2 separate regions of the Gossypium arboreum genome follow, and region 2 is linked to region 1. A link is a contact called in public Hi-C data. All regions are on one chromosome and are shown on one strand. Each heading gives the region's core, a stretch centred on a gene start, on an enhancer-like site or on the middle of the called end of the contact. The rest is flanking DNA. Distances are from core to core; before and after follow the strand shown.

Region 1 (5,589 bases), core at 635-3,134:
GTGACCCTTTAACATATGCCTTTTCTCGTTCCCACTGCGGTCTAATGTCGAGTAACTTGAAACCCTCGGAATTCAGGGCCGTGGCTGCGTCCTTAGGCAGTATAGGCTTCACCTCACCCGACTGTATTAGCTGCTGCCCACTGCTTGATGCTGCAGTATTGACACCAAAGTTTTTGGTTTTAGAGGAAGTGAAGAATAGCGGCTTAGGTTGCTTCTCTTGCTTCAGCAACGATGACTGGAAGTGGTTCAGTTGAATTGCCATTTTTTTTCCTTATCCTGAAAGCAATCGTCTTTGGTTGTGTTCACTTGTTATCTTTGTTTGCCTGTTGGAGGAGCCCACCACGTTATCTTTCAAGCCTTTGTTGCTTGGACGGTTGAATTCCGATTTTGTCCCACTATTACAATAAATTTGAGATTTAATTTGATTTTTTTAAAAACTTATTTTTATAATGTTATTAGTTGGTCGAAATTAATAATACCAAATTACCAATAATTATTATCATTAAAGTGAAGAGGTAAAATTTTCGTTTATTGTAATTTGATCATACAATTAGTAGTATGTAAAAATCTAATCAATTATATTTAATCAACAATAAATTTACATGTCAAATGAATGATTAAAAGCCTTTTTATAATAAAAAATCAAACATCATTATTTTAAAATTTTAATAAGCCCTAATAATATTAAAAGGTACAAATATCAAGTATATGAACAAAATCCGAATGAAAGGTGGGAAGGAACATGAGCCAAACAAGGTTGACATTGCAGAGCATGGTGGTTGATTCTGTTTTTTTGCTTTATGTGTCCAAGGATCATGTTTAATGAATGGGAATGATGTAGTTGAAAGCCAGTCCCAGATGGCAGACTATGCAAGATTATCAATGTGAGTACTGAAAGGACCTATTACCAAGCATGGATAGTGGGATCAAATCTGATGCCTGCATACATAAAGGTCGATAAATTAAAATTTGCTATTGTTCGAGCTTGGGAGTTTCAATCACACACTTTTGCCTGACTTTTAGTGTGATTAATGCACAGTTTGGGATGAACACAGGCTAATATTCCCTGCAGATAAAGAATAATTTTCTTTTTCCTTGCTTTACACTGTGTAGCTTGGGAATGAGAGTTACGATTTGGGGATGAGGTCTGAAAGCATTTCCATGGCTGACAAACACTAGTGTAGCAGCATTCATTTGTTTAGTACTGTAATGATGAAATTTAACTGGATGCTTCTGCAAATAAAGCAAAAACAGAATTATCTTTTCTTGATGATGTAGTTGAAGCCCAAAACAAAGTCCAGTTTTAATTTTAAGAGCACTTTAGTTGTGGTAGGTCATAGAGTGGCCAATCCAGTGTTGAACCGAGTGGAAAGGGAGGGGGGTCTTCAATCTTCATGTTATTGTAAACTAGTAAAGCAAGTAATCTGCTTTCTTACTGAAACATGGAGATTATCGGCAAAAGAGTTAGAACAAGGAACCTAATCTCTTAATTTGAATTTGAATTAATTAAGCAATTTGGATTATGGGAAATCTCTGCGAATTGCGACAGCTAAATGACATTTTAAGGCACCCATTAATCCTATCAATCCATTCTTAGTGCTTATCGCTAACTTAATATATATATTTTGGTTCCCAATTGTTTTTGTCTCACTCCCTCCTCTCTATAATCAACCTGGGACACACAAGCAGATTGCTCGTGCTACAATCGAGCCAATCTCTCCACAATGCGTCGTCCAAGTCGCGCTGATGGCTTAGCCAAAGAACGCCTCAGATGGACTCAAGAGCTTCACGATCGATTCGAACAAGCTGTTAATCAGCTAGGAGGTCCAGATAGTAAGTGTAGAGCTGGGAATTTATTTATTTATTTATTTTTCAGCTCTGTTTGGTTTTACGGTGGGTGATGATTTTGGGAATTGTGGTTGCCAGGGGCAACGCCAAAGGGAATTCTGAAGGCTATGGGCGTTGATGGCCTCACCATTTACCATGTCAAAAGTCACTTGCAGGTTAACTCATATTTCTCCAAGAGTTATACGAACATGTATTGTCATCGGTTTACGATATAAACATCTGAGTTATTGATTTCTTTTTTTCCCCAGAAATTCAGGATTTTAAAGTTTGTTCCCGAAACAAATACTAGTAAGTTGAAACAGCCTTAGTCTGTCACTAACATTGAAGTCGTCGATAGAATCCTTTGATAACTTCGATTCCATATCTCTCTAACTTGGGATTAATATTATCACGTTGTTTAACCGCAGAAGGCAAGTTTGAGAGGAGAAATATTTCAGAAATACTGCCTAATTTTGGTACAACATCGTGAGTTATCGTTTCTTTGTTGGGGAATTCTTTCAGTACATATGTATGTATGTATATATTCACTTGCTTGTTGTGTCTTTGCTATGACTGGAAAAACATATAAAGAGGCGCGCAGCTTAATGAAGCTCTGCAATTATATATGGAAGCACAAAGAAAACAAGGGGATGATAAACTCCAGGTATTTGCATATATCCATGCATATGAGACCAAAGCATGATAAGATTTTAGATTTTGTCTTTGGTTTACTTTTACTTAAGAATAAAGGTATAATAAGCCCAGCGATGGGGTTTAACACTTTCCTTAATTATATCTCAAGGTTAGAAGGAATTTGAAGATTAAGTTTGAAGCACAGGCGAGATACTTTGAGAGAATTGCAGGGGAGCATAGAAACCGAGTCACCCCAACAAAAGCTACTAAATCATTGTCTCCCATATCATTGCCTTCGTTATGTGAGGAGTCTGAGTCCAATTCAAAAGATTTTGAAACCGATCCCGAGGCCGACAAAAACGAAATAGAGTCTGGAGAAAGAATTCAAGCTCTAAAAAGGGCTGGAATAGTGGAAGATAACTCAGCGTCATCTTCATCATCATCATCATCATCATCAATGTATGCATTACCGTCGTCATTCAGCGCAGATGGCTATGAATATGATGATCAAAACATGCTTCTTAACGGGGGAGAAAGACTTTCCTACACTGCAAATGATAACAGCTTTCCCTGGAATATCCCAGTTTGCTCATCACCCTTGGTGCCTAGCTTTATGTGAATATTGCCACAGGAGACTTTGTAAAATATCATAATATATGATCATATTATGTAGACATACCTGCATGATTGCTTTCAAGGTTTGCTAAATTAAAGAAGCGGAGCATTGGAACTGAACTTTTATAATTTTTCTAAACCATGAAAGCAATCCATATATCTAAATAAAACTTTGTAGCATTATAGAAATGCTGCTTCATTAGGTAATAAAAGAGGGTGATCTGATACATATATATGTCATTTTGTGTCGACTTGTAGAGCATGGATTGCTCATATTGTATTTAGAAAAAGGATTTATCATCTTTTTAGCCATCTCTCTGGATTTTAATTTTGTTTTGTTCTTACTTGGATATAATTTCTTCATGGGTCTAGCTCAAGCAGGCGCAGACACAACAGACAACAAGATGAGTAGCTATATGTCAATGGCTACTATGGCATTATCCATTGAGTTTTAATTGAGAGTTGACCTGGGTAATTAAACGCCCAACATGGGTGAACAGGGCTGGTTTGGTCAAATGTTTGAAGCTAAGCAAGCAACGTGGAAAACATGGCAGCCTAACAAGCTTCTATGCCAAATTAAACTAAATTAAACCTAACCAAATCAAGCCAATTTAATTAATTAACTGGAACACTGTAGTTAGTAGCTAGGCATGGGTTGACATGAGAAGTGGGTGAAATTTTAGTCGAATTTTTAAGTAGGCGAGCTTTGTTAATATTGCAAGTCATACTGAAATATATTTCAAGAATTGGATCGATTGCATTAAATGCCTTGAATTAAAAATGCTGGATTTAAAGGCTCATCTTTCAACAGTTCATCTTATTTTAATCTTTATTATAATATTGTATTTAGTTTAACTATTGTTTAAAAGAGATATTGATTAATTTTAGCATGTTAGTAAATTTCGAAAATATTTATTTATTTGAGCACTTGTATAGGTTGATATATTTTAATATTGAGGGCACTTATTGATTAATTGAGGAATGCTATTTTTAAGATTATAAAAATTATTAAATCAATAAAAGATGATAAAATTATAAAAAATTATAAAAATATAATAAAATAATAAAATTATTAAAACTTTAGAAAAATATCATAAAAATAAAAAGTTATTAAAAGTATAGAAAAGTTGTAAAAATATTATAAAATATCAAACATATAGAAAATTATTAAAATTATAAATAAATAAATAAAGAGTTACAATCTTGCTATGATTTTCAAGTTCAAAGGTCACCTGTATTGTGACCTTTCTTTAATCATGTTCCATTACTATTATCACCACTCGAGTTTTAGGTACAAACCCACAACTTCCACTCATCATTTTGAACCAATACCAACACAGCTCCATCATTCATATACCACTGTGGCACTGCTGACTGCAACCCTCACCTCACCCAAAACTCATACTCACAAACAACACAAAGAAGCATACCTTGGTCTAACCTTCCTGCTTTTCAAACGAAAGAAAACTTATGAGAAAGTCAACAATCAAGATTCAAAGCCAACAAAAGTGAAAACAAAAATAAAATAAAAAGCGAAGCAAAGCTAAACTAAGACCGATTTTGGGTTTAATAGATCATTTTTAAAGTATATTTTTATATTTTTATTATTTTAATTTTTATTATTTTGCCACGTACGTTGACACGTTGCAAAGAAAAAAACTTTAAAATCTATATTTTTTATATTTTTATATTTTATTATATTTTTATATTTTTATATTTTTATACTTTTTAAAATCTTAATTTTTAATTTTAATAAATTTTAATATTTTTATTATATTTATTCATTTTATCATTTTCATCATATGTTACAACTATGATGTGATTTATTAATTGAAAAAAATGGGATCATTAACTTTAGCGATTAACTATTAAAGTTAACAGTCAAATAATTTTTAATGTATTTTGGCGGTTTGAGTACTCGATCAAGTGAAAACAAAATCAATGGCTTACTTGCATTTTAAAAAGTTTGAAGACTTTTTACACTATTAAGCTTAAATTTTAGCATTTTAATTATTCTATATAAGATAACTTTAATAAATATTTTATAAGGTAAATTTGAATTATATTGTCATCGTATAAAAATAAATGAATTATTACATTCAAAATTAAAATCTTTATAACTTATAAAATTCAAATAATTTTAAATATTTTAGAATCCACTTAACTCAATTCGAGACTAAGGGCCGTTCTTCATTGCTTTTGAAAAGTCTTTGTGGAGAAGTACTTTTGAGAAGTGCTTTGAAAAATTTAAGTGTTTGATATTCTTTGTCAAAAAGTACTTTTGAAAAGTAAAATGTCTATTTTAGACATGATATTATAAAGTAACAAATATGTATTTAAATAATATTTAAATTAGTTAATATTATGATATTTTAGTAAAAATATAAAAAATAATTTATTATAACTTATTGTTAATATTTTAATATATAATATTAATTTTAAATATTTCTAAGTAATTAATATTAATTATTTATTAAATTTAATTAGAATATATAAACTATATTTAAATATTTA
Region 2 (5,240 bases), core at 1,908-4,407, 49 kb after region 1:
TACACACTCTTCTTTGCTTTCGAATCTCTGGCCTACCAATAACTCCTCATGATCAGAATTTACGGCCAATCAGTGAGCAGGAAGTATTTCAGGGTACTCCGGGAACTCAGCTTCATGCGCCGCGTCGGGCTCTATGAGCGACATGTGTGGCCCAGGGTTATTATGTATCACAATACGTCGCATCTGGTTCCCCACTGAAGACGCGTTAATGTTTCCATCCTCATTCACATTTTCATCGTCAATATCATCGGGGAAATCGTCCATATCGGGATCACTATCACTATCGACCTCTTCCTCACAATGATCACTATTATCGTATCCATCATCACCAACCACGTCAATATCGGGTGTAACATTAAGATCGATATCGATCCCACGTATAGTCGATTCACTATCAACGTACGATATTGGAGCCACCACGCACGGTTCTTCAGTTGCATGTTCTTCACCATATGCAGTGAGATCTTCATTCTGCTCCATACCGGCTAACTCAACAAATAAGTGAATCGGTAAATTTTTGTCACTCCCATTCTCACAGTAAAGAGCTATCATTGTCTTCACGTCTTCGTCATCTACAAGTTCCATTTCGGTGAATTTGATAGGATCTGTTGAAACTGAAAACTTGTTGAAAAGTTTTGAGATCCTTCTCCCACAACGTCTAACAATTTTTGCGTTAATTCTTCCCTTCATATCATCCAATGAGACATTTCTATTAAATCTCATTGCTATTTGTTGCCGACATTCAAATATGCATCCAACGGTTGTTATTAAGATGATTCCATCAAAATAAACGCATACGAAAAACTGATTATCCATCTTCAATACTCAATCTGTTAAAAAAAAAACAAAATTTCTCAAAATAATTTCGAACAATAAATAAATTACTTAAATATAAAATTAATTAATCAATATGCAATTTTTTTCATTCATAAGCCCATACTTTTTCAGTTCTAATTTTGTACATGAACAACATTTATTTTTACATTTAACCACTTATATTGAGTTCTACATTTTCTTCCATCTCCGATCCCGTATCTTCATCTGGGAAATTCTCTACAATCCAATTTAGAAATTCTTGATTCTCCTCATATTCATCTTCTACAATCCAATTTGGAAATTCCTCGGGATCTTCTGCCTCTTCAATCTTTATAATTGGTATTGAATATATAAGTTCTCTTGGTAATTTCCTAACAACTAATTTATCCATCCATGGTTTGTCAAACACATTTTGCTTCCCAATTAACTTTTGTGAACCTATACTTTGTCTCGCTATTTTCCTTGCTCCATTAAGATATTATAAACTTCAAGTTTATAACTAGATTCCAATAGGTTCGTGGTAATCGATGCCTTCCAAAGTTCGTATAAACTTATTATCTCATCGAGCAATACCAAATATGTTGCCATTTCTAACAATATGTATAACAAAAATATTTTTAGTTGTTATCACTAATTAACAATTACTTTATAATAGTTTTACTAACATAAAACTTTCAAATATATTTAAAAATTTAAAACATAAAATTCATAATAAACACATAATTAATGCTAAACACAAAACTTATTAACATTTCACAATAAACAAAATAAATTTTAAAACAAAACATAAAAGTAACACTAAACAAACTATATAATACTAACAAAATAAATTTTTCTTATCATAATCTATTTTATTTAAAAATAACAACAAATAAATTACTTTTTCTTTTTTTTCTTCTACTTTCTTTCTTTCTATCTTCTTCTTCTGTAAATTTTTTTTTCCAATCTGGTAGTCAAATGGAGGGGAAGGGTGAATATATACTAAAGGGGGTCAAGGCTGTGAGAAGGGCACCACCGGCAGTGCTGCTGTAAGTACCCTCCACTGGTGCCGCCTGTGGGGTACCCTTCACCCTTATTTTATTATTATTTTTTCATCCTATTCTTTTTTTTTTACCTGCAAAACTGTTAGTTATATTTGAATTTGAGGGTGGTGCCGCCTATGCACCACCCTCCATCACTTGCAATGACCCATTTTCGTATATAATGTTAAAGACATCCCATTTTGGTTTTTTTTTTCATATTATTTTAGTAAAAATCCCATGAATTTTAACAGAAGCCCAATAAACTCTACGAGACCTTTTCCTAATTTCTATGATTGACTTATTAAACATTGGCATATGTTATACCTCTAAAGTTACTAGCCTGTCAAATTGATTGGAATCAAGAATAAGAATAACTCTTTCAATTACAGTTGTTAATATGCTTTTCCCATTCAAAGCTTTATTCGAAATTTAAAAGGGTTTTAAAAGAAATTAGACTTAAAAATTAGTTTGGGTAAAATATTAGACTTATTTAAAATATAGGTTAGGTTCAAGCCCAAGCCTAGCTAAACTCGTTTTATGTTTATAATATTTTATATTATATTATGTAATTTATAATACATAAAAATAAATTCATATTAAATATATAATACTACTCGATGTAAATATTAAAATAAGGTTAATACGATTATATAAAAATTTCAATAAATAAAAATATTAAATTAAAATAATATAGGTAAACCTAAAATAGGCTTATGTTAATATATTGTAAATATAGATATATTTAGTAAAATTTTAGACTTATATTTTGAGTAAAACCAGACTTAGATAAATATAAAATATGTTAATGTATACTTAAGTATGGTGTAAACCCGATCTTACCCGACTTATGAACAGTTGTAGTGAATATTTTATATATATATATGTGTGTAAATTTTGAAAATAAAAACCTCAATATTTGACTTACCGATATATAAAGACAAAATAAGGATGTAGATATGTATTATTGGGGCTGGTTTCATGCAGAAACTGATGCAAACCACCCGCGTGCCTAAACATTTTAATCAAGGAAAGAATTTTGGCTTTTTCGATGTGGGTTTCAATTGAATGATAAAGACTTGTGACACCCAACCGCTTTTCTGCGCCTAACAACGACATGGAAGCAGCTAAACAATCACGTCGCAGCATGGAATGAGAACTTACTAAGCTGCACATATCATTCTGCTATCTCCTCTCGCAATTGTCAAACCCTTCCAGTACTAAATAGATAGCACACAATAAATTAGAAGATTTCATTTGGCCATTAATTTTTTAACCACTCATCGCCCGTTAGAGCTCGGCCAACATGGCAATGGTGAAAGCAGTCGGCCTTGATGGCTTATCCGGATTCAGTTATCCATACATAAAGATGGAAAGGAGAATCTGGTTTCATGTTGTTGCCTTCTTGTGATTTCAGAAGCATCATCTTTATATCTACTAATTCACCGATAATTTTCACATGCCGAAGCCATTAACATTCACAACAACTCATGGAAGGCATGGGCTTCTTAATGCTTAAGCTCGTATTAAAGGTGAACTCGGAATAGAATTATAAAATTAGAAGGTTGAAGAGGGGCTGGCAGGATGGTGCCTGGCCCTTAAAATGGAAAATTATGCTTTTAGTATTTAAAGTTTCATATATTTTTAAGTAAATAAATGGTGAAATTATAATTTAGACTCAAATAAGGTCAAACTATAAAGATAAATGTCAATACATAGGGATGACAATTCGAATTGCATACTCGGATATCGATGGATAACCCGACTCGCATTGTTTATTACAAAATATTTAAAATTTTGTTTTCTAACTGGTTCGAACACATCACAATATTTGAAAATAAATAAAACTATACCTTAATTATCAAATCTAATTTTCATCTTTTATTAAAATTTACACAACTCAGAAATACAAATATCAATAAAAATATTTTCTGAAATTAAATATTTTAATTATTAATATAATAAATCTAAAAATGTTTAAAAGTTATCGAAAAATATATTTTATTTAACATCTTATTCTCTTAATTTTTTGTAACTTCTATTAAATCTTATTTTTTGTATTCCTAAACCTAATAGAAAATGAGATTAAATTATCGAATTTCTAGATTTGTAATTATCCCTTTTATTATTTGATCAACTCAATTAGTTAAATCATTTTAAACGAAAAGTTAACTAATATTCATATAATTAAAATAAATATTATAATGTGATTTTTGTTTTTGTTTCTCAAGGCATTCATTAGAGCGAACCTAATGACTAATCCTCTGTGCGTTTTATAGGCCCATTAAGAGGTTAAACGTTGGTCATGAGTTTTAAAATTGCTTCATACCCAAGACAAATATCGAACCCTTTAAACATGGGTTATATGAATTTATTTTGTAACGTGACATAATTATCATTAGTACATATTATATTATAAAAATAGTATCCATACACTTTTAATGACATATAATATATCAATTGTTATATAATTATGTTGTGAATGTATAATAATTAAAACATTGTGATATTACAATGTGCATTCTTCTATAATGATGTGCAACCTAAATGTTAAACATGTAACTAATTTTATGGTATATTATAATAGATACAATTAGTATTATATAATTAACATATATTAGTTATACATATTATAACATAATTGTATATAGGATTACATATCAAATTCCATTTGGCATGTTAACTCGAAATAACATCGTTATATGCCAAATTCTATTGGATTGACCAAAGGGCTTTCTCGAGGATCTCATTCACTAACAAAGAAGGTAAAAAAAAGAGAGAAACAAATGTGGAAAATGATTTATTTGAAATTAGTATTGGCCGGTTAAAAAAAAAATCTTTTCCATGGGAGTGGGTCTAGTTGATGTAACAAAGAAGTCTAACCAATATACAATTAATTACATATTTAAGATTTCGGATGCATATCATTAATAGAAGAAAGCACATTGTACTATCATAATATTATAATAATTATTCTGCATTCATAATTTAATTATATAACAATTAATATACTATATGTTCTTAAATGTGTAAGTATACTATTTTATATAATATAATATGTACTAAATATAATTATATCATATTTTAAAATAAATTCATATCATAATATTTATTTTAATTATACAAATATTTTTTTGTTTAAAAATAAAAGGGATAATTGCAAATTTATAAATTTTGATGACTCCATGTTATTGTTCAATTAAGTTTATGAACACAAAATAATAAGATTTAAGAGAATAAAATGATAAATGAGATATATTTTTTTATAACTTTTTTAAAATATATTTAAATTTATTATTAATTATTATTTTAAAATTTTAAAATTATTTTATTGATATTTATACGTTATTTATTAGGTTGTGTAAATTTTAACCAAAATTGAGAATTAACTTTGTATGCTTTAAC

The links. A called contact is a pair of places that touch in the nucleus more often than the background predicts.
Region 2: a contact with region 1 is called in a Hi-C map of leaf, with 4 times the contacts expected there. The contact joins the enhancer-like site here to the promoter of LOC108455101 in region 1. A contact is called at or near these places in 2 of 5 Hi-C or Micro-C datasets (both in leaf).

Annotation. Positions count from the first base shown.
Region 1 is chr9:80,875,011-80,880,599 of ASM2569848v2, forward strand. It overlaps LOC108455101 (myb family transcription factor PHL7-like), which reads left to right and starts at 1,885. Exons shown (of 5, transcript XM_017753711.2): 1 at 1,885-2,003; 2 at 2,097-2,136; 3 at 2,256-2,313; 4 at 2,419-2,491; 5 at 2,630-3,249. The coding sequence starts at 1,956. The coding sequence ends at 3,079. LOC108456038 (rhodanese-like domain-containing protein 10) reads right to left here and starts at 340. Exons shown (of 2, transcript XM_017754631.2): 1 at 1-340. The coding sequence starts at 262.
Region 2 is chr9:80,922,829-80,928,068 of ASM2569848v2, forward strand. No RefSeq gene overlaps it. Among protein-coding and RNA genes, the nearest start is that of LOC108455100, 19 kb to the left of the region's middle. Within about 2 kb of position 3,158, at least 2 of the 2 cell types and tissues checked have an H3K27ac peak or open chromatin away from gene starts, as enhancers often do. A contact at or near this core is called in leaf, where this site is marked.